2 separate regions of the Zea mays genome follow, and region 2 is linked to region 1. A link is a contact called in public Hi-C data. All regions are on one chromosome and are shown on one strand. The core of a region is the stretch at or near the end of the contact, and the rest is flanking DNA. Distances in the headings are between cores, read along the strand shown.

Region 1 (4,908 bases), core at 1,091-3,590:
ACCGGGTATGGCAAATCACCTACAAGTACTTTTGGAGCGCGCCTCTGGGCCACTAGCCGACCCTCATCGAACGGGGCACATGCGTCCACTCGGATCACCCGTTAGCAACTCACCGGAGACACCATGTTCGGCGCCCTCCGAGGGCAACATGGCGCTTTCCCCCCCTCCTCCTTGCGGAAAGGCGACAAAGGGGCGTATGATAAAAGCCAAGTTAATCCTTGACCGTCCTCTCGCTCTGTGCGGAGGCTCGGGGGCTGCTCTCGCAAACCCGGCTCCGGCCAATCCGTTGACAGCGTCAACATACCAGCCCGAGGACTCAGAACCTGACCGTGCACCCGGACTACGATCAGATCGCATGAGGGAACAACCAGACCGGCCGAGGCGTCACGAAAGGCACTAAGACCTCGGAGGAATCAAACCACTCCTCCGAGGCCTCGGGGGCTACACCCGGCGGGTGCGCTCGCGCGCACCCACCGGAACGAAATGCAACCGAGAAAGGTCGGTCCCCTTGCAAAAAAGTGTGATAAAGCCTCCAAGCGAGTACCAACACTCCCTTTGAGGCTCGGGGGCTACTGTCGGGGACCATAATTAGGGGTACCCCTAAGACTCCTAAACTCGGCTGGTAACCACCATCAACACAAGCTGCAAAGGCCTGATGGGCGCAATACAGGTCAAAGCTCGGTCCACTTCAGGGGCACGATCTCGCCTCGCCCGAGCCCAGCCTCAGACAGGAACAATAGACCTAGGTGGATTCACGCCTCGCCCGAGGGCCTCCTCAGGCAACGGGCGCACCTTCGACTCGCCCGAGGCTCAGCTCGGGCAGGCTTCGCGGAGAAGCAACCTTGGCCAGATCGCCTCGCCAACCGACCGTATCGCAGGAGCATTCAATGCAAGGATCGCCTGACACCTTATCCTGACGCGCGTTCCTCAATCGATAGGGCCGAAGTGACCGCAGTCACTTCACCCCTCCACTGACTGACCTGACAGGAAAACAGCGTCGCCTGCCCTGCTCCGACTGCTGTGCCACCCGCCAGGGTGAGGCTAACAACAGCCGAGTCCAGCCTCAGGCGCCATAGGAAGCTCCGCCTTGCCCGACCCAGGGCTCGGACTCAGCCTTGACCTCGGAAGACGGTCTCCGCCTTGCCCGACCCCAGGGCTCGGACTCAGCCTCGACCTCGGAAGACGGTCTCCGCCTCGCCCGACCCCAGGGCTCGGACTCAACCTCGACCTCGGAGGAGTCACCACCTCGCCCAGCCTTGGGCTCGGACCGACCACGCAACAGGGGGTACATCATTACCCTACCCATAGCTAGCTCAAGCTACGGGGAACAAGACCGGCGTCCCATCTGGCTCGCCCCGGTAAACATGTAATGATGGCACCCCGCGTGCTCCATGATGACGGCGGTTCTCAGCCCCCTACGGAAGCAAGGAGACGTCAGCAAGGACCCGACAGCCTCGACAGCTGTGCTTCTATAGGGCTCGAGCGCTCCTCTGACGGCCACGACATCACATGAACAGGGCACCAACACCTCTCCGACAGCCACGTCAGCATGTACATAGGGCTCTAGCTCCTCTCTGCTAGACACATTAGCATATTGCTACACCCCCCATTGTACACCTTGGCCTTCTACTTACATCTATAAAAGGAAGGTCCAGGGCCCTCGTACGAGAAGGTGGCCGCGCGGGAGGACGGGCTGACGGGCAGTCTCTCTCTCTCTCCCTCTCCCTCGCGAACGCTTGTAACCCCTACTGCAAGCGCATCCGCCCTGGGCGCAGGACAACACGAGCCGCGGTTCCCCTTTTTTGTTCCCCCTTGTGTTCCGTTTCGCGCCGACCCATCTGGACTGGGACACGCAGCGACAATTTACTCGTCGGTCCAGGGACCCCCCGGGGTCGAAACGCCGACAAAAAGTAAAGAAGACAATAAACCATTTTCATCATTCAATATGAGAGGATCAACTCTAACCTTTTCTCTACAATTGGATAAGTGAAACCTTCAATATAATGTCTTAAAAAATTATAGCACCACCTTGAAGATTATTGCCATGAACAGAACATGAACATATTTCCTCTCTATATACATGACGCTAGACAAACAAGCCCCTAAATAATAGAATGGAGTATTAGTATCGGTTGCTAGCTAGGTCAATCAATACTAATATCTTGGCTTTAATACTAGTTGCGGTACTAATGTCTCGAACACATTTTTAGTATTGATTGATGACTCAAAGTGATACTAAAGCTAGAACATTAGTACAAGTTGCAGCCACCAATTGATACTAATGCTCTTTCTAGGGTCTCAGCTGGTAGAACCGATATTAACGTTTGTGTGTCAGTAACGATTGTAACTAGACCGGAACTATAGCATGGTAACATCCTAAATCTATTTCTATACATTTTTATAGTACAATACTACGGCCTGGAAACAAAAGAAAAACAGTAATAAACAAATAAAGAAATGATTACGATTAAGCAGTCGACAGTGTGTAGTGGAGACGCTATTAACGCAACCAGCGACAAAAGCCGCAAAGAATGCCACACTCCCAAGCAGCTGCTTCTTTCTTTCTTTTTTCTTCCTGCTGGCTGCTGCTTTCTTCTACCTCCTCACATCATCGTCGTCCTTAGTAGCTTGATTCTCTCTGCCTGGTACGCGGTAGTCTCGCTCTCTCTCCTACTACCTAAACGGCTACACTTAAACGGCAGCAGGCAGGGAGAGCTGCTAACGGATCGATCGGGGAGTTGCTGGCCATGGAGCCTGGTCCGGACGCGCCTGCCGGTGGTGGTGGCGGAGGAGGAACCAGTGAGCCAGCAGAGGCCGGGCCGTCGCCGTCGTCGTCCTCGGCCGCCGCAGCAGCCTCCTCGTCGAGCCGGCAGCAGGCAGAGCAGGAAGCACAGCAGCAACAAGGAGCACAGCAGAGGGAACAGCCAGCAGTAAGGGCCCAGGCGCAGCCGCAGCCGCAGCCGCTAACGCAGCAGCCTCCGGCGGGGCTCAGCCGGTACGAGTCGCAGAAGCGCCGGGACTGGAACACGTTCCTGCAGTACCTGCGGAACCACAAGCCGCCGCTGACGCTGGCACGCTGCAGCGGCGCACACGTCATCGAGTTCCTCCGCTACCTGGACCAGTTCGGCAAGACGAAGGTGCACGCTGAGGGCTGCGCCTACTTCGGGCAGCCGAACCCGCCGGCGCCCTGCACGTGCCCGCTGCGCCAGGCCTGGGGTAGCCTCGACGCGCTCATCGGCCGCCTCCGCGCCGCGTACGAGGAGTCCGGCGGCCGCCCCGAGTCCAACCCGTTCGCGGCCAAGGCCGTGCGCATCTACCTCCGCGACGTGCGGGAGGCGCAGGCCAAGGCCCGCGGCATCCCGTACGAGAAGAAGAAGCGGAAGCGCGGGAGCGCCGCCGCGCCTCCGGTCGCGCCGCCTCCTGTTGTAACTGCAGAGGCCGCCGGGACGTCGTCAGGGGCCGGCGGTGGTGATGACGAGGACGACGACGAACCATCGCCATCTGCAGATGAACCACAACGACAGCAGACCGCCACGCCGGCTCCTCCTGCAAGTATTATTTCCAGTGCTAGTGCAAGTAGTAGCAGTGTCGCCCCAGCCACGACGACGACGACAAGCAAGAAGGAGAAAGAAGGATCCGCGCCAAGCTCGTGATAAGTGTGTAGATCATCTACTAGCCTTCTGAATTCTGATTCAATCGTATCATCGCCGTCCTCCAAATTCTAATCCCAACCGCTTCCATCTTGAATTTTTAGTTGCTCACTATTATTACTATATATTGTTATTGTTTACTGGCATATATAAAGAGAGGTCTAAGGGACTTGTAGGATCATGTTAATTAGGAGGAAGTACGTACATATAAAGAAAACATATATCATTTCACTTCAAGAAAAAAAAAAGTTAATTTGCATATATATATTCAGACGATATAGATATACGATATTTTTGTTCATATATATTCAGGATGCATGTTCAGACTTCTACCGTCTGCATGCTGATTTGAGTGCTATGCATGAGGTCACATTGACATAAATTTCTAGATGCCTGTGATCCTGCTTAACAAGTAATCATGATGATTGTCTCACTCGTGCAGCGGCCTGCTGTGTGGAGACTTTCATCATCCATTATTATATATTCTCTTAGTTTTCCCTCAATTTTTCTAGGTCCCATTCATCACATATTCACATTTCATCCTCAAATGGCGCTATCACTAGAGCGGCAGAACATAGCTATACCAGCTAGCTAGGGTCCACAGACGCGCGAATATAATGTTTGAATAGTAGTTGTTTAATGAAGCGGCCTTCAGAGCGGCACTGCCGCTTGTGCTGTTTTTGACTTCACAAAGAGAATCATTATATATATATATATATATATACTGTATTTATATATTACACCTGGTTGCATTCAATATAGAGAATGCATCCAGGCCGAACCTATGTGCCAGGTCCGAGCCAACCGTCCCACCCAGGCCGGTTTCGTCCCTCCCGCACGCTCCGGACAGAACCTTTTCATTTTCCCGCCCCCACCCCTCTTTCTCCGTGAACGGCTCCTCCGCGAACGGCTCAACCTCTTCACATAAGTTGCAATCACACCAGACTTGCAGTTGCAATTATACCAGACAGCAGTTGCAATCATTGTTTTGTTTAACAGATTTTTGGACATAGTTATATAGAAGTTGCAATCACACCAGACCAGCAGTTGCAATTACACCAGACACAGTTGCAATCATTGTTTTGTTTAACAGATTTTTGGACATAGTTATATAGGAGTTGCAATCACACCAGACCAGCAGTTGCAATTACACCAGGCAGCAGTTGCAATCATTGTTTGTTTAACAGATTTTTGGACATAGTTATATAGAAGTTGCAATCACACCAGATCAGAAGTTGTAATTACACCAGACAGCAGT
Region 2 (4,374 bases), core at 587-3,086, 130 kb before region 1:
GTCAACGACGACACCTTGTCGCCGAAATCCCCGGACCAGTACCTGTTCTGCTGCTGCTGCTCGTGCAGGAATTTCCTGGTCCGGTCACCGTGGTGGGTTGTCCTGCTGCCAATAAGGCAATAATTGAGCGGAGGCAAAAAGGAGTGTGAGCACAAGAGGCGCAGAACAATCTGAGAAGCGTCGATGTGTCATCATCATCTGAGGGATGAGGCTGCTTGGTGCCTTGGTGTGTGTCGTTGGTTCAGCTGTCAATTCCTGACAACCAATGGATGGATGGATGATTCCAAGCCCATCCTTGTTTCTATCGACAGTAGTGTAGTTGTTGGTTGGTACTACGTACAGTTTGTGAAATGTGATCCATGCATGAAGGGTAGATATATAGGTGTGCCGAATATACAGGTGATCCGCATTGATTTTTTCTATTCGCTGTTTCCAGGTGAAAACTGAAAGGCATGGCGCTGAAGATGTGTCATCTGCTACATGAAAGAAGTCAAAGCTGAATCGGTATTGGCTTTTCAGCTAGCATAGTTAGATGCCTTGATACGCCTTTTATATAGACTTTTGTTTATATTATGTTTGATTATAGAATATAAAACATAAAAAATATATGTTTTGTTGGTTATATGTGAGAATAAAGAGTAAATAACCAATGATTAAACCTTCACTTGTGTATAATTTTATCGTGTGACGCAAGATAATGGTAAAAAAGTGAGAAGTCATACTTTATATAGTAGAGATTAAGAAAAAAAAGAGCGGGGCCTAATGCCATCCCTGTTCGGTAGCTAAACACCAATGTTTGAGCTAAAAACACTTAGGTTAGTTTAGAAAATTAAATTCCCTCAGGAATTCACAGGAGAAATTGAGCTAATTTCACTATCCTCGGGAATACTTCCAAACCAGTACTTATATAAACTGAGAAAAAAACACGACTAAAGGTAAAAATAAGCACACCAGAAAATCCGAGAGCATCAGCTTAAAAAACCCTATTTTTTAGGAGAACTGTCCGAATCTGGAATGCTCAAAGAAAACTAGAATCGGACAACCGGTCCGGCTCAGGATTAGCTGAAAGAAGATCTCACCTAGCTTCGGAGACAGAGACCATATCTTCCTCTGGGTTCGTAGTTCCTCCTACAGCCAGTTAGCATCAGCCGAATATGTTATTAAAAGGAGAACCCAATGATTAAGGTAATCCATGCCCATGGAGCGGTTGCCCAATTATCTCATATATACTCACATAGACACACGAAGAGAGACAACAGATAGAGACGCACTGCCTTGACATACCTTGTCCGGCATCATCTTTGTGGCAGCTCCCGAGATCAGGGAGAGCGGAGACCAGCACCACCACCAGCAGCAGCAGCACAGCCAGCACCCGGTGACGGCGCGTCTTCTCCATGGACGCCGACGAGATTCTGCTACGGAGCAACATGGGAACGTACGCCCGGACCAACCATGCACTGGTCATGAGAAGAAGGCCACTCTCGCCTTAGCATGCGGCCAGTGCCGGCGAGGGAAGAGCTAGACGCCTCAGCATTAATTCGTCTAGCTCTTGCAGTGGAGAGTGGAGACGAGGAGGAAGATGGCCACGCGGAGCGGGTGGTGTTGGTGTGGTTGGGGCTAGCAAACTCGCAATAATTTCGCGCTTGGCCCGATGCCGCGATGGCGATTTATGTATGGAACGCCCAAAGCAACGGCTCAATCGAGTGCGAGTTGGGAGGTCGAAGCAGATAAACTTTAAGGTGGAGTTAAACTGTACTCCAGCTACTAGTTTTGGAGACTGTGTGCGCTACTTGGCCAACCAATACATGGACTTAGGGCGTGTACAACGCCATTTAATCAAGCGTCTCCACATCTGTCTCCAGGGGGTTTTCTAAAAAAAATCTCTGCAGCCGGTGCTTGGTGGAGAGACGTCTTTGGCTCCCGTCCCTAGCAAGAACCGACGCCGCCTCTTCCGATTGTACGAGTTCCGGCCGTCTCTTGCAGATCCTGTGCGGCCGCGCCACCAATTTTTGTTTTTGGCGCGAAATCCAGGTGCTAAATCACTTCCTCTCCTTATTCCCTCTATTTTCTCTCCCAAATCTTACCTCTGCACCTTCTCTGAACCGGCGGCAACCATGCAGAGATCCACCGGCCATCAGACCTCTGCCGCCGCTCAGCGCTTGGCCTCCAGTCGCCGGCCCTTTGTGGCACCTTCCAACACCGCTGCGACCCGGTTCCCGTCCCCTACTGGTGTTCATGGCTCGTCCAACGGCAGCGTCGGGCTCCATTCGGTCGGCATCGACGGATCTCCAACAAGTGCTGGATTCCACTCTTCCCCGAGCAGCGGTGCTGGATTCCACTCTTCCCTGAGCAGCGGCCCTGGATTTCAGTTGGGTTCCGGCATCCACAGCTCTTCCCCCCGCGGTGGCCCTTCCCCTGGCAGTCGCCCCTCATTCGGCCCATTCTCATCTGCTAGCTCTGCTTCATCTATGGCATCAGGACCTTCTTCAACTTATTCGGATTTGCTTCATAGGTAAGTCATGCTGCTGGTAACCTTGTTCAGTATGGAGTTGCTTGTATGGATTCAGTAAGCTTATGCAGTACACATTGTTCATGTTCCAAAATTCATTTTCTGAAAAGAAATTTGCTTGTATACATTGTTCTGAAAACATATTCACTATGAAATTCATTTTCTGAACAGAAATTTGCTTGTATACATTGTCCAGTACGTATGGCTGTGTGCTCGGGTGTTCAACAGAATTATTTGATAGTGCAGATTGTTTGTATAGATTGTTTTAATTATACAAATGCAGTATGTAGGCTTACATCTTCCTTTTTGTGAATTATTTTCAGCTCTGATGGGTTCATAAATTATATGATGGGTCAGAATTCTCATTTTGTTAGAGGAACATCACATGTCACACAATTGGATGAATCACATGACAACCCTGTAGACAATGATAGAAACGATGGAGATGAAGAAGTTAGGACTGAGGCCAAGCTAATATGGAAATCAGAGGAAGATGGGAGAGTGGTATTTTCATTATTTAACTTGTCAATTTTATAGCTGCTTCACATTGTACTTACAAATTCTCTTTGTATGCAGATGAGTGCTTGGCTCAAACACTCCATCGACCCAATTGGTGGAAACAACAAGAAGTCTGACAAATATTGGACGGATGTGATGCAGGAGTACAATCAAGCTACTGTCAAGAATAGATGGAGGACTGCTAAGCAGGTTAAAGATAGATGGCACAAAATCAATAAATTGACAAATTCGTTCAATGATTGTTGGGTGAAAGCTAGGAGGGTTTACACCAGTGGATACTCGGATGAAATGTGGTTAGATAAAGCACATAAATTTTTTGAGGATGAGAACAAAGGATTACGTTTTCAGCTTATGAATGTTTGGTACATGGTTCGTAACGAGGCTAAGTGGATAAGTTATAACAATAATATCCATGGCAAGAGGAAGGAGATGGAGAATGGCAGCACACAAGGAGGAGGACTAGAAGATGTGGACCTTCCTCGACCAATGGGACAGAAGGCAGCTAAAAGAGCTGCACTTGAAGCAAAAGGAAAATATAAAGCGAGTGCGATAAATGTGGAGGAGCTTGATAGATTTGAAAAAATTCAAAACAATGTTGCAGACAATCGTATGAAGGCTCTTGAAATGCAGGGAAAGATTCATAATGATAAAATTAGTTTCTATATGATATATTTATTGTAAATTTTACGTTTTTGAAAGAATATATATATATATATATATATATATATATATATATATATATATATATATATATATATGGATACAAAATGTGTGTGCACATTTGATCAAGAGTGTTTTTAAGTCTACTCTACATATGCATTTATTAACAGACTGCATTTATAGACACTCCATTGTATGAAAGAGTCTCTTAGTTGTCTATTATACTTGGAGAACCGTTTTGGTGTCTAAGCATTGTACATGCCCTTATTGTACCGTGGGAGTATGCTTTTTTCATAGATATATGGTAAAACAGACCTGGAAGAGTTTTACCCGGTGTGGGAAGTACGTCACACAGAATTCCTTGAGCCTATAAAAACTAAATATCTGACTCATGTACACGTCCTAGAAGAGATATGGTATAAGACAATGTATTTGGTACGACTAATATGATGAAGTTCTAATTGGTTAGAGAGCTAGGCACATAAAGGTATGGCTGGTCTCTAGCGTAATGGTTAAAACATTTGAGTAGCACCTTTAGGTTATAGGTTTGATCCTCTTGAGGACGAATTTCGGGCTCGATTAAAAAATCTCCTCGCTGTGACCTGCCCGCTCCTGGGTTACGTCTTGCGCGCCACCCTCCGGCGGGGCCGTTGCAGAGTGGACGGTGACAGCCTGCTAGTGATGGG

Evidence for each region. A called contact is a pair of places that touch in the nucleus more often than the background predicts.
Region 2: a Hi-C map of leaf shows a contact between it and region 1, with 4 times the contacts expected there. The contact joins the promoter of LOC103631498 here to the promoter of LOC103630273 in region 1. A contact is called at or near these places in 2 of 25 Hi-C or Micro-C datasets (leaf and tassel).

Annotation. Positions count from the first base shown.
Region 1 is chr6:152,307,852-152,312,759 of Zm-B73-REFERENCE-NAM-5.0, reverse strand. It overlaps LOC103630273 (protein G1-like7), which reads left to right and starts at 2,340. Exons shown (of 1, transcript XM_008651337.2): 1 at 2,340-3,911. The coding sequence starts at 2,748. The coding sequence ends at 3,653.
Region 2 is chr6:152,436,534-152,440,907 of Zm-B73-REFERENCE-NAM-5.0, reverse strand. It overlaps LOC103631498, which reads left to right and starts at 1,836. Exons shown (of 3, transcript XM_020539538.2): 1 at 1,836-2,512; 2 at 2,833-3,013; 3 at 3,086-3,721. The coding sequence starts at 2,115. The coding sequence ends at 3,709. LOC100281100 (ATP binding protein) reads right to left here and starts at 1,610. Exons shown (of 5, transcript NM_001363939.1): 1 at 1,285-1,610; 2 at 1,080-1,128; 3 at 1-102. The coding sequence starts at 1,465.